3 separate regions of the Zea mays genome follow, and regions 2 and 3 are each linked to region 1. A link is a contact called in public Hi-C data. All regions are on one chromosome and are shown on one strand. Each heading gives the region's core, a stretch centred on a gene start, on an enhancer-like site or on the middle of the called end of the contact. The rest is flanking DNA. Distances are from core to core; before and after follow the strand shown. Region 1 holds the start of LOC100192110. Region 2 holds the start of LOC103643270. Region 3 holds the start of LOC100284001.

The links. Hi-C and Micro-C count contacts between places; a contact is called where the count stands out from the background.
Region 2: a contact with region 1 is called in a Hi-C map of bundle sheath, with 4 times the contacts expected there. The contact joins the promoter of LOC103643270 here to the promoter of LOC100192110 in region 1. A contact is called at or near these places in 3 of 25 Hi-C or Micro-C datasets (bundle sheath, ear and endosperm).
Region 3: a contact with region 1 is called in a Hi-C map of tassel, with 4 times the contacts expected there. The contact joins the promoter of LOC100284001 here to the promoter of LOC100192110 in region 1. A contact is called at or near these places in 3 of 25 Hi-C or Micro-C datasets (bundle sheath, ear and tassel).

What each region holds. Positions count from the first base shown.
Region 1 is chr1:217,936,977-217,940,191 of Zm-B73-REFERENCE-NAM-5.0, forward strand. LOC100192110 reads left to right here and starts at 1,397. Exons shown (of 2, transcript NM_001137533.1): 1 at 1,397-1,985; 2 at 2,273-2,816. The coding sequence starts at 1,722. The coding sequence ends at 2,698.
Region 2 is chr1:217,372,640-217,376,031 of Zm-B73-REFERENCE-NAM-5.0, forward strand. It overlaps LOC103643270, which reads right to left and starts at 1,416. Exons shown (of 3, transcript XM_023301327.1): 1 at 800-1,416. The coding sequence starts at 949.
Region 3 is chr1:218,541,175-218,544,199 of Zm-B73-REFERENCE-NAM-5.0, forward strand. LOC100284001 reads right to left here and starts at 1,448. Exons shown (of 3, transcript NM_001156899.2): 1 at 1,154-1,448; 2 at 612-1,027; 3 at 5-523. The coding sequence starts at 1,347. The coding sequence ends at 390. It overlaps LOC100217199, which reads right to left. Exons shown (of 11, transcript NM_001143558.1): 11 at 2,211-2,915.

The DNA.
Region 1 (3,215 bases), core at 147-2,646:
CCATGATTCCTGTGAAATGGTCGCGTAACGCTGCCTGCCTGCCTGCCTGCCATGGTGTGTGGCAGAACTTGTTGCTGGCTTCTTCTCCTTGTTGGCACGTACGTCTCATATATACTTATTATTAGCTGCCAAATAAGAAAGAAGTCCGTGCTCCGGCCGCCACGTACACGATGACGATTGCCGCCGCTTGGGCCGCTGGATCGCCCCTGTTTCCCCACCGTGACAAGGAAAGCTCACCGGCGACACGACGTATGTACGCCGCCGTTGCCCAGCAGCGGGAAAGCACGCCGGGATAACGAAGAGGTGGTCCTACGCGCCGTGTAATCAAACAGTACACCCTAAGGTATATCCAACCAGGAGACGTACGTGCCCTACTGCGCACGTATCGTGCACAAGTTTTTTTCTCATCGATCCTCCTATTTTGTGTGTGCGGTGTGTGTGTGAAAATTAAAGAAGCGCGCGGAACCTCGATTACACGCTTGGTCACTGGAGATGGAGACCGGCGTTGGACTCTCGACCACAGTCCTCTCTACAGAAACCCAAAAAGGAAGAGTAAATCTGTAAATGTTCTCTCTCGAGAAAGTAGTAGGGTTGGACAAAATACTCATGTCCCGTGAGCTCGTTCGACTCGTGGTCGGTTTGACTAGGGCTCGACTCGGCTCGTTTCAAACCTTTCACGAGTTAAGCTAACATCTCAGTTCGGTTTGTTAACTAGTCGAGCTCGCTAACTTAAATGAGCAAAAAACATACCCCCGCACTTGTAATGGATGAACTAATAAGTGATGAAATTTGATAATTTGATGTTGGATTGACGTGGTACGTGAAATTGTGAGTATTATTAATCTTTTCTAATATTAAATTGGTCTACAATTAAATAGTAATTGATTATATTGTTTTTTTTGTTATGGTTCGCGAGCTAAACAAGCTAAAGCCAACTCGAGCTCGCAAATGAGTCAAACCGAGCTAGTTATCTGGCTCGGTCCCTTCACGAGTCGATTCAAGTGTTATCTTAACAAGCCAGTTTGGTCTCGGTCGGGTCGAGTCGAGTCGAGTCGAGTCGAGTCGAGTCGGCTCGATATCCAGCACTACCAAATAATATCCACTGTATGCATTATTTTCCATCCGTTCATTAGTTTTAGTTCAATGATAAGTAGAAACGGATTCCAAATAAATAAAGAAAACCGTCCGTGAAGCGTGAACGCTGCGCGCAGGTCGGATTATTCAGACTGAGTGGTCCCGCCGTGCCGACCACAAGTCCACAACACACACAAGCCATGCATGCATGTCGAGCTCCCTGTCACTCTCCAGCTAAACGGCCCTACTTGCCTTCCACACCTATCAACCCCAGCCGGCCGCTCGTTAATTAGCTTCCATGTCTTGCAGCAGGCTGCGGCAAGCAAGCGATCACTCGCTTCTTGAATTGCACGATTAGGTTTCCGTTTCCTTTTTCTTCGTCCCCGTGGGAATATGCCCCCGCGCGCTACTGCCATTTTGTTGCCATACGCATGCGTGCGCGCCACCGTCGCCTTGCCGTGGATCCACATCCACCCTAGCTGCCTCCCGATCCCACGCCCAAAGCTTCCTATAAATTCGCACCCCCAGCGCCTCGCAACCTTCATCTCCCACCTCGATCCCTGCGCTGCAAGCAACAAAGTTCTACTCTGTCCACCCGTCCATCTAGCTCCCAAGAACCAACCCGTACCAGCGCTATCCGGCCGGCCATGGCGGCGGCGCGCCGGCTCTCCCTGCCCCTCGTCCTGCTGGTCGTCCTGGCCGTCGCCGGGCGCGCGGCGGCGCAGGACTACGACTTCTTCTACCTCGTGCTGCAGTGGCCGGGGGCCTACTGCGACACCAAGCAGAGCTGCTGCTACCCCAAGTCCGGCAAGCCGGCGGCGGACTTCGGGATCCACGGCCTCTGGCCCAACCGCGACGACGGCACGTACCCGCAGAACTGCAGCCCCGACAACGCCTTCAACCCGTCGAAGGTGCATGCACACGCGATTCTTCATCTTCCCCTTCCCCTCTTCCTCTCGCGCCGCCCCGCCCCGCATGTGTTTGATCATGCCGCGGCGGCGTGTTCTTGGGTTTCATCCGCGCGTGCCAAGTGCCAACACGTACGTCTTTTGCATTGTGTCCTCACGACGTACGTTACGCTTTAGATTGTTGGCGCTTTTGCTGTTCATTCGGCGAGGTCTTTCTGTTCTCTGCTATTGGCAAAAAAAAAAAAAAAAATCCGATGCTGACTGATGCTGGCATGTACTGTACGTTCCAGGTGAGCGACCTGCTGAGCAGCCTCCGCGCCAAGTGGCCGACGCTGGCGTGCCCGTCCAACGACGGGCTGCGCTTCTGGGGCCACGAGTGGGAGAAGCACGGCACCTGCGCAGCCGACGTCTTCGACGAGCACGGCTACTTCCAGGCCGCGCTGCGCCTCCGCGACCAGCTGGGAGTCCTCGGCGCGCTCACCTCCGCCGGCGTCAAGCCCGACGGCGGCTACTACACGCTGAGCCAGATCAAGGGCGCCATCCGCCAGGGCACCGGCTTCGAGCCCTACGTGGAGTGCAACCGCGACGAGGCCGGCAACAGCCAGCTCTACCAGCTCTACTTCTGCGTCGACGCCGCCGGCGACAGCTTCGTCGACTGCCCCGTCCTCCCCAGCGGCAGGCCCTGCGGCAACCGGATCGAGTTCCCGGCTTTCTAAGCTAACTCACTCTTCACGTCAGTTGCTGCAATATACTGCTAGTCCTTTTGCTTGCATTCTATGCAAGAGGATAATGGAATGTTCATTCCCCATTCTTCAAAGTTTTTTTTTTGCAAATAAAAGGAGGCGATCGGTGTTCCATATTTATTATGTTGATCATAACATAACATTCAGAGAACAATTCATAAGTTCAGTCACACGTGTTGTCTTGTTGCACGCATCATGCCTTCAGCAACTGCAAACCACAAACACTGCACAACCAACCACACATGTGCTTCTTGTTGTCGACGCGACAGGCATCGCATTCAGGCCGCGGATACGAAACCAAAGCGTGCACGGGCAGCGCATTCCATTTTCAGATTTGCCGCCCAAGCTAGAAGACGATGTAATTTTTCAGATCTGGCGTACAAGCAACAAGCTAGAAGACAATATACTGAAGCGTAACAAATGCACGCCTTGACTGCCTTCCAGGCAGAAAAAAACATAACAGTAAGAGCCAGGTAGAAACTCCCAATCA
Region 2 (3,392 bases), core at 166-2,665, 560 kb before region 1:
TATGACCTTGTTATGGAGGCTTCACTCCACTTGATGTATTTAGTCACGGAGTTTTTTTTTTCGGGTTTATGGGTGGCGATCTAGTCTAAAGATTGATAGTTACTAGAGTAAGATTGACTTCAAGATATCTTGTGTTGTTGGGCTGTGTGTTCTGTATTGAACTGAGTTCGAAAGATACTTGTTTCAAGACTTTGCTTCACCTTGTTGTAATGCACTTGAAATTAATATATCTTCCTTTTCTAAAAAAAAGGCTTCGTGGGGCTCATTTGGTCACAAGTGACAGATTACAACCCTGCTCTCCCAGGTGCAGTGACATGGCGCTTTCACCGATCAGCATGCACGCTGATCGACAGGTTCTCCCTACATATCTTTCTTCCTATTCTGAGGCATTACGGGTTAGGTTAAGTTTCCAAAAGGCATTATCAGGTAATCGTTGGATCTGTTTGATGTTGTCATACTTGGAAATGGTTTTATTCATGCACTCACTCCGATACTAAAGTTATAAGAAAAGATATTAATTTTTACCACAGTTATAAAATAGTTATTCTATAATGTCTCTAATGGAGCATACACCATGTTTATTTTAATAAATTTAGTTAAGTTTAAAATAGATTACCATACAACAAATATAAAAGACACTATATTTTAGGACGTGAGTATTGGCTCTAGGTGGATTTAACAAGTATATATGTAATCATTGTCCCAAATTGTCTTAACATGGTGACAACAAAAAAACAGGTGTGTTTTATTGTAATTATAGAAAAAAAACAGTTGTCTTAACACGCAAAGGATTACTTACCCGGACCATGCAGAGTAGCTCCGGTAAGGAATTCCTTTCCCGTAGTCCATCAATCGTGACCGCCGGGGACACCCTTTTCTCCAGCGTGCTCCGAAGAAGATATCCGACCACCACACGTGACCTGAACGACCATGCAGCCGAGCTTCCCATGGCGAATTGGCGACGGCCTGTTTTCGATCTCCCTCCGCCTTCTCTTCTCTCAGCTTGGTGGTGAACGATGGTGCTCTCGGTGGATTTTGCGAACGCGCGTGCTGGTCATAGGATCTCGGGAGCCGAGATTTTATACTCCCCAGGGAAGAGTCCGGCCGGGCCACAATCGGTGGAGAGCTCACCCGGACGGCCGGAATTGCGCTAACTGTCTTCCGTCCGTACCGACTCGAGGTGGATGACCATCCGACGCACTGGTCCCACGTGGAAGCGAATGCGGGCGCACGGTGTGGCTGTCCTGTGGGACCCCGTCGGTGTAAGGGCGAGGCGCGGGCACGCGGTGCACGCAGTCAGGCGGGCCGCGGGCGTGAAAAGACTGGATGGGCTGGCTAGGGAAATGTAGTTGGGCTGTGGGTGGACTGGCCATGGGCCGATTTGCTAGGCCGACAAGTAAGTCTCCATTGTTTTCTTTTCTTTTTATTTTTTTCTATTTCTATTTTGGTTTCGAGTTTTAAACTCAAATCAAGCTATCCAAATTCCAAAGTAAATGCACAATAAAAATCCCAGCATGAATGCGAAGTATATATATATATTCATTGTCATTGTTTTATTTCTCTAAGTAAATGCTTTAGATCATATAAACTTGATAAAGAATAGATCACATAAGTAAGTAATTAAGGACCTCAATTCATAGTACTTATCCTGTAATAATTTTAGTAATAACTTTATTTAAAGTTAAATTTTTTATCACCTCTTCATAATTAACCCTGAAACCTTTCTTAGGCAATACTTTTGTGCTATTCTTCATAGAGTATTTCAACATATAGGATTCGATGGAAGGGGTAATTTAACTCCTTGGAGAATGGGGACTCTTTTCATTTATTTCCTTGTTTCAAAACATAAGTATTCAATTATTGATATAAACTTTCCTACATTACCTAAAATATGATTTTAGGGTGTTACAAATTCTACCCCTTAAAAATAATCTCGTCCTCGAGATTAGTAGAAAAAGGATGTATTAAGTTTGGTTGGCCGTTTAACTTTTAGATTTTCTTTAATTGGCGCTCAGGACCCGCGCCACCCGCTCTGTCCGCAATAAAGAATACAAGACAGCCAGACGACCACGAGCACGCGTGGCTTTACCCCTTAGTAGAATGCTCAGTTTTACCATCACTCGGTGGCTCCTTCCTAAGGAAGCCACCGCTGGCCGACCCCCTCCTTGGCTTATAAAAGGAGGAGGCTAGCCCCCGGACATGGGAGGTTCCTTTCTCTCGGAGACATGGTGGACACAAGGACGGTCCTAGACTAGGAGACGACGCCCAGAAAGACTAACGAACAGGAGGAAGACCAGGAGGCCGGAGGCCCGCTGCCAAGCCAAGTCTTAGTTAGGACTCCACTATGTAACCACATCCACCATAAATAAGAGACTTGGGAGCCTCTCCTCCCTCTCTCGCTCGCTTGTAACCCCTGCTACGAGCTTTGATCATCAATAGTGCTAGTAGCGCAAGCCACCGATGACTGTAAGCAGGGACGTTCTGTTCGAACTAGTATAAATCAGTGTTATCCTAAACGGCCGTTAGACCATTTACACGTCGTTTTAACGCTACTCAGTAGCTAGCTATATTGGTCGTTTATGCTGTTTAATATATTTAATCCCATATAATCCATTTTTAGTCCATTTAAACACCTGTGTAGTCTGATTAAACGATATTCAATATGAGGCCCATGTACTCTGGTATCATGTTATGAATACACTTGTATTCAATATGAGGCCCTAAGGCCAGTATATATACATAGGTACATACAGGTAAATGTGCATTAAGCCCCTTATACAATGGAGAATTAATAGAAAGCATAGATTCTATTTGTTCGGGGCCTATTATGCCGAAGGTCCTCAATTAAACTTCTACTCGGCACAAACAAGTGTGTTTTAGCTACACTATTATTGATGGACGAAGTTGATCTTCAGTCGAAGCAACGTATAAAAAAGCTTCGCCTGCACGTGCAAGTAGCGAAGGTGCGAGCCGAAGTCGACAACTTCGACAAAGAAGAGAGGATTCGAACGCAAGCCAGCAGAGAAGCTCTCATGTGACGAAGGACAAGACCTGCGCAACCAAGGAATGAGAAAGTACAATGCTGCCCTAGTGTCATTTGTAAATAATGTGTGTAAAATCTTGAGGGGCATGATTGTAATTTTGTATGAAGGTGGTTCATCTTCTCTATAAATAGGTGAACAGTGCCCTGCATAAAGTATCTTTTTAGGGCCATAACTTTGTGTTGCTTAGCCTCCGAAGAACCTTCGTGCCACCGTTAAGGAGCCAAAGGTATGCTCGTAAACTCGTTTAATATAAAGGAAGATGAAATAAAAATGTGAAGCCATGTGAGATGAGTTCCATATAGAGCTTCACATTGTCTTTTTCATATCATTTCGTTTGCGCTTCTCTTT
Region 3 (3,025 bases), core at 198-2,697, 600 kb after region 1:
TTTTAGCTAGAAGTCGTACGTGCTTGATTTATATTAATTATAAGTCTACTAGTTCTCGTACTAATACATGTGTTTCCACATTGAACCATACGCTGGCAAGCCAGAAGTAAGCGCACAAAACGAAACCCCATGCATGGGGATATACAGATGATACTGATCAAACGATCTCTACCCTTAATATCCCCTTCAGCTAATGTACATACCAGTCACTCCTCAGCCCTCGCTCCCTTCAGACCATGCATGCATTGCAACACGGCCCGAATCTGTACCCTCCAGATAGATTAACAACACACACAAACTGATCCAGAAAGGAACTTAAGGTTTCAATGTTTGCCTTCCAGTCCATATCAGCTCACCAGCGATGGATCGTATCCCTCCTCGACCTCGACTCAACCGGAGAAGGTCTGGATGATGGTGTTGTGCCATGGGTCAGACAGGTGCTGCAGCAGGTTGTCGAAGGGCCCCTTGCCGGTGACGTTGTGCTGGATCAGGAAGCCCAGGAACGCCAGCATCGCCAGCCTCCCTGCACGCAGAACCGGATGATGAGATCATAACCGTCGTCAGAGAAGGATCGGAAAGTGGCCGACGGTACTACTACTACTACTACTCACCGTTGGCGAGCTCCTTCTCCTTGGCCTCGAGCGTGGGCGCGAAGTTGAGCGGGTTGAAGACGCTGCCCGGGTAGCCGCACTCGTGCGGCGGCAGGCTGTAGCTCTTGAAGATGGGGTCCTGGTTGACGCTGCCGGGGTTCTTGATGTCCTGCCACCGCCGGATCTCCACGTAGTGGAACAGGATGAACTCGACCACGAACAGCGTGGACGACGACGCGAAGTACTCCGACTTGCCGGCGTCGTACCACTGCGGCGCGTTGATCAGCCCGGCTTTGGTCAGCACCTCCGGGATGAGCATCCCGGCCACGCCAAGCATGGCCCACCGGCCGTTCACCAGCTCCGCCTGCACGAACCACCGCAGGTTCTCGGGGTCCTCCGCCAGGCCCAACGGGTCGAAGCCATTGTCACCCGCCAGGCTGCGCGCGCGCGGTACGTACACGTACATACATGGGCGATGGGCATGTCGTCAGTCATCTGCCAGCCATCGCTGCGGGCGGGCTATCCAGTGTGGCCAGACCAGAGTTAGCAAAAGAAGCACTGACCTGCCGTCGAGGTAGGAGGGGGAGGGAAGGCCGGGGAGCCACTCGCCCTTGGCCTCCGCCTTGAGGCTGCGCCTCGTGGGAGACGCGGTGCGGCCGAGGCGGCTAGAGTGGCCAAGGAAGGCCGACGACGACTTGAGCGATGCCGACGACGGGCGAAGGGCCGCTACCGGGGCGCGGGCGGTGACGGACGCCATGCTTCCCGGGGACTGGGAGCGAGGAGATGGATGGAGTGGCGGAGGGAGATCAAGCACGTTGGTTTTTTGCCGCCACGAGCAAGCCTGGTTTGTATTAAACTGCCGCCTGCCGGGCCGGGGCGGCGGGTGTGGCCAGGAGACGCCGGCTGCGGCCGACGGCGGAGATACGCCGTGCGGACGGATCGGACGGACGGGATGCTGTCTGATACGTGTGTGGCCAATGAGAAGCCCCGTCTCTTATCCAGCCAGCGTTATCCTTATCCGGATGCAGGGAGGGATACGGGGGAATCAATGAGAGTGTTGCCATTGGATGGGAGTGTCAGCCATGGCTAGTGTTGGCTGCCACGTCGGACAGGCAGGCGTGAGGAATGTCTGGTCCAGATCGATCCTGTTTAGATTATTTAGCGCTGCGGTGGCCTAGGAAAAAAACATCGATCGCAATCATGGCACTGACCGACCGACAAGAGTATCTTCCTGCACGGCAAAAATTTTTGGATCAACGGTTGACTTGGAGCCCAACAGGCAACAGTAGCCAGTTTTGGATCAACGGTTGACTTGGAAGCCAACAGTAGCCTCTTGGTGCTGTACTGCTTTTTAGTTGGATCGTTTCGCGGGATTACAACGTTTGCGTTGTTCATTACTTGTTTGCAGCATTGTGTGATGGGTGTCAATTGATTGCGTTGTTTATTGTTTGTTTTGTCGCACAGGGTGATGGGTTGGCATGGGAACGGATATGAAGAATAAACAGCACATTTCCATACAAAATGTGCCCAAGTTAAAGTTCTGAATCGGAATGATTCAGCAGTACGTTCTCGGTGCTCCAGTACTCTACCATAGCACTGCTTGCTACAAAAGGCACGGCAAGACCAAAAGCAAAGCGCAGTTTTTTTTAAAAAAAAAAGATGCGTAAGAGATTCTTGAGGCATCAAAACTACTCCAACATATCTCACCACCAATATACCATGCAAGCTAATAGGTAAACACTATCTTTGACAGTTTTACAGACACAGCAGACGCTGATGCATTCTTGCGAAGGGCGCTCGCAAGTTACAAGTGCTACAGCGCACTTGCAAAATTCGCAAGATTGCATTTGCGGACCACAATTGTCGCAGGTAACAATGCCTGATTGCTCTCTGATAATATTGAACCAAAACCGCTTACTTCGGGTAGTAAATCGATTGGCCAGCTGGTGGTGCGTGCGGCGGAGCACCAGGGGGCATGCTATACTGTGTCATCTGCTGCGAAGCCTGAAATGCTACTGGTGGGGCACCGGAACTCGATCCAATAGCAGGATAGTGAGGCATGGAGTTGGCCATTAATGGTTGGTTGGGGTATGCAGTCGATGCAGATGCAAAACTCCCTGCCTGCATGTTAGGATTCCAAGCAGCCACCTGTCCAACTCCAATAGGAGTTGAAGTCGCTGTGCTTGCATAAAAAGGAGCAGCTGGTACTGATGCAGTGTTCTGCCATGCCACTCCCGGAGACCTTAGAACTGGCGTTTGTGCAGCAGCTTGCAGCTGCACGTTAGGGTCTGAAAGAGTGTAGTCCCTGCTTCTCTCATCATGTGCCTGAATGCAAGCAAATAGGTAGCCAATTAGAATAAGGCAAAAGCAGGCAGTACTAAGGGGTGTTTGGCTTCTAGGGACTAATTTTTAGTCCCTCTATTTTATTCAATTTT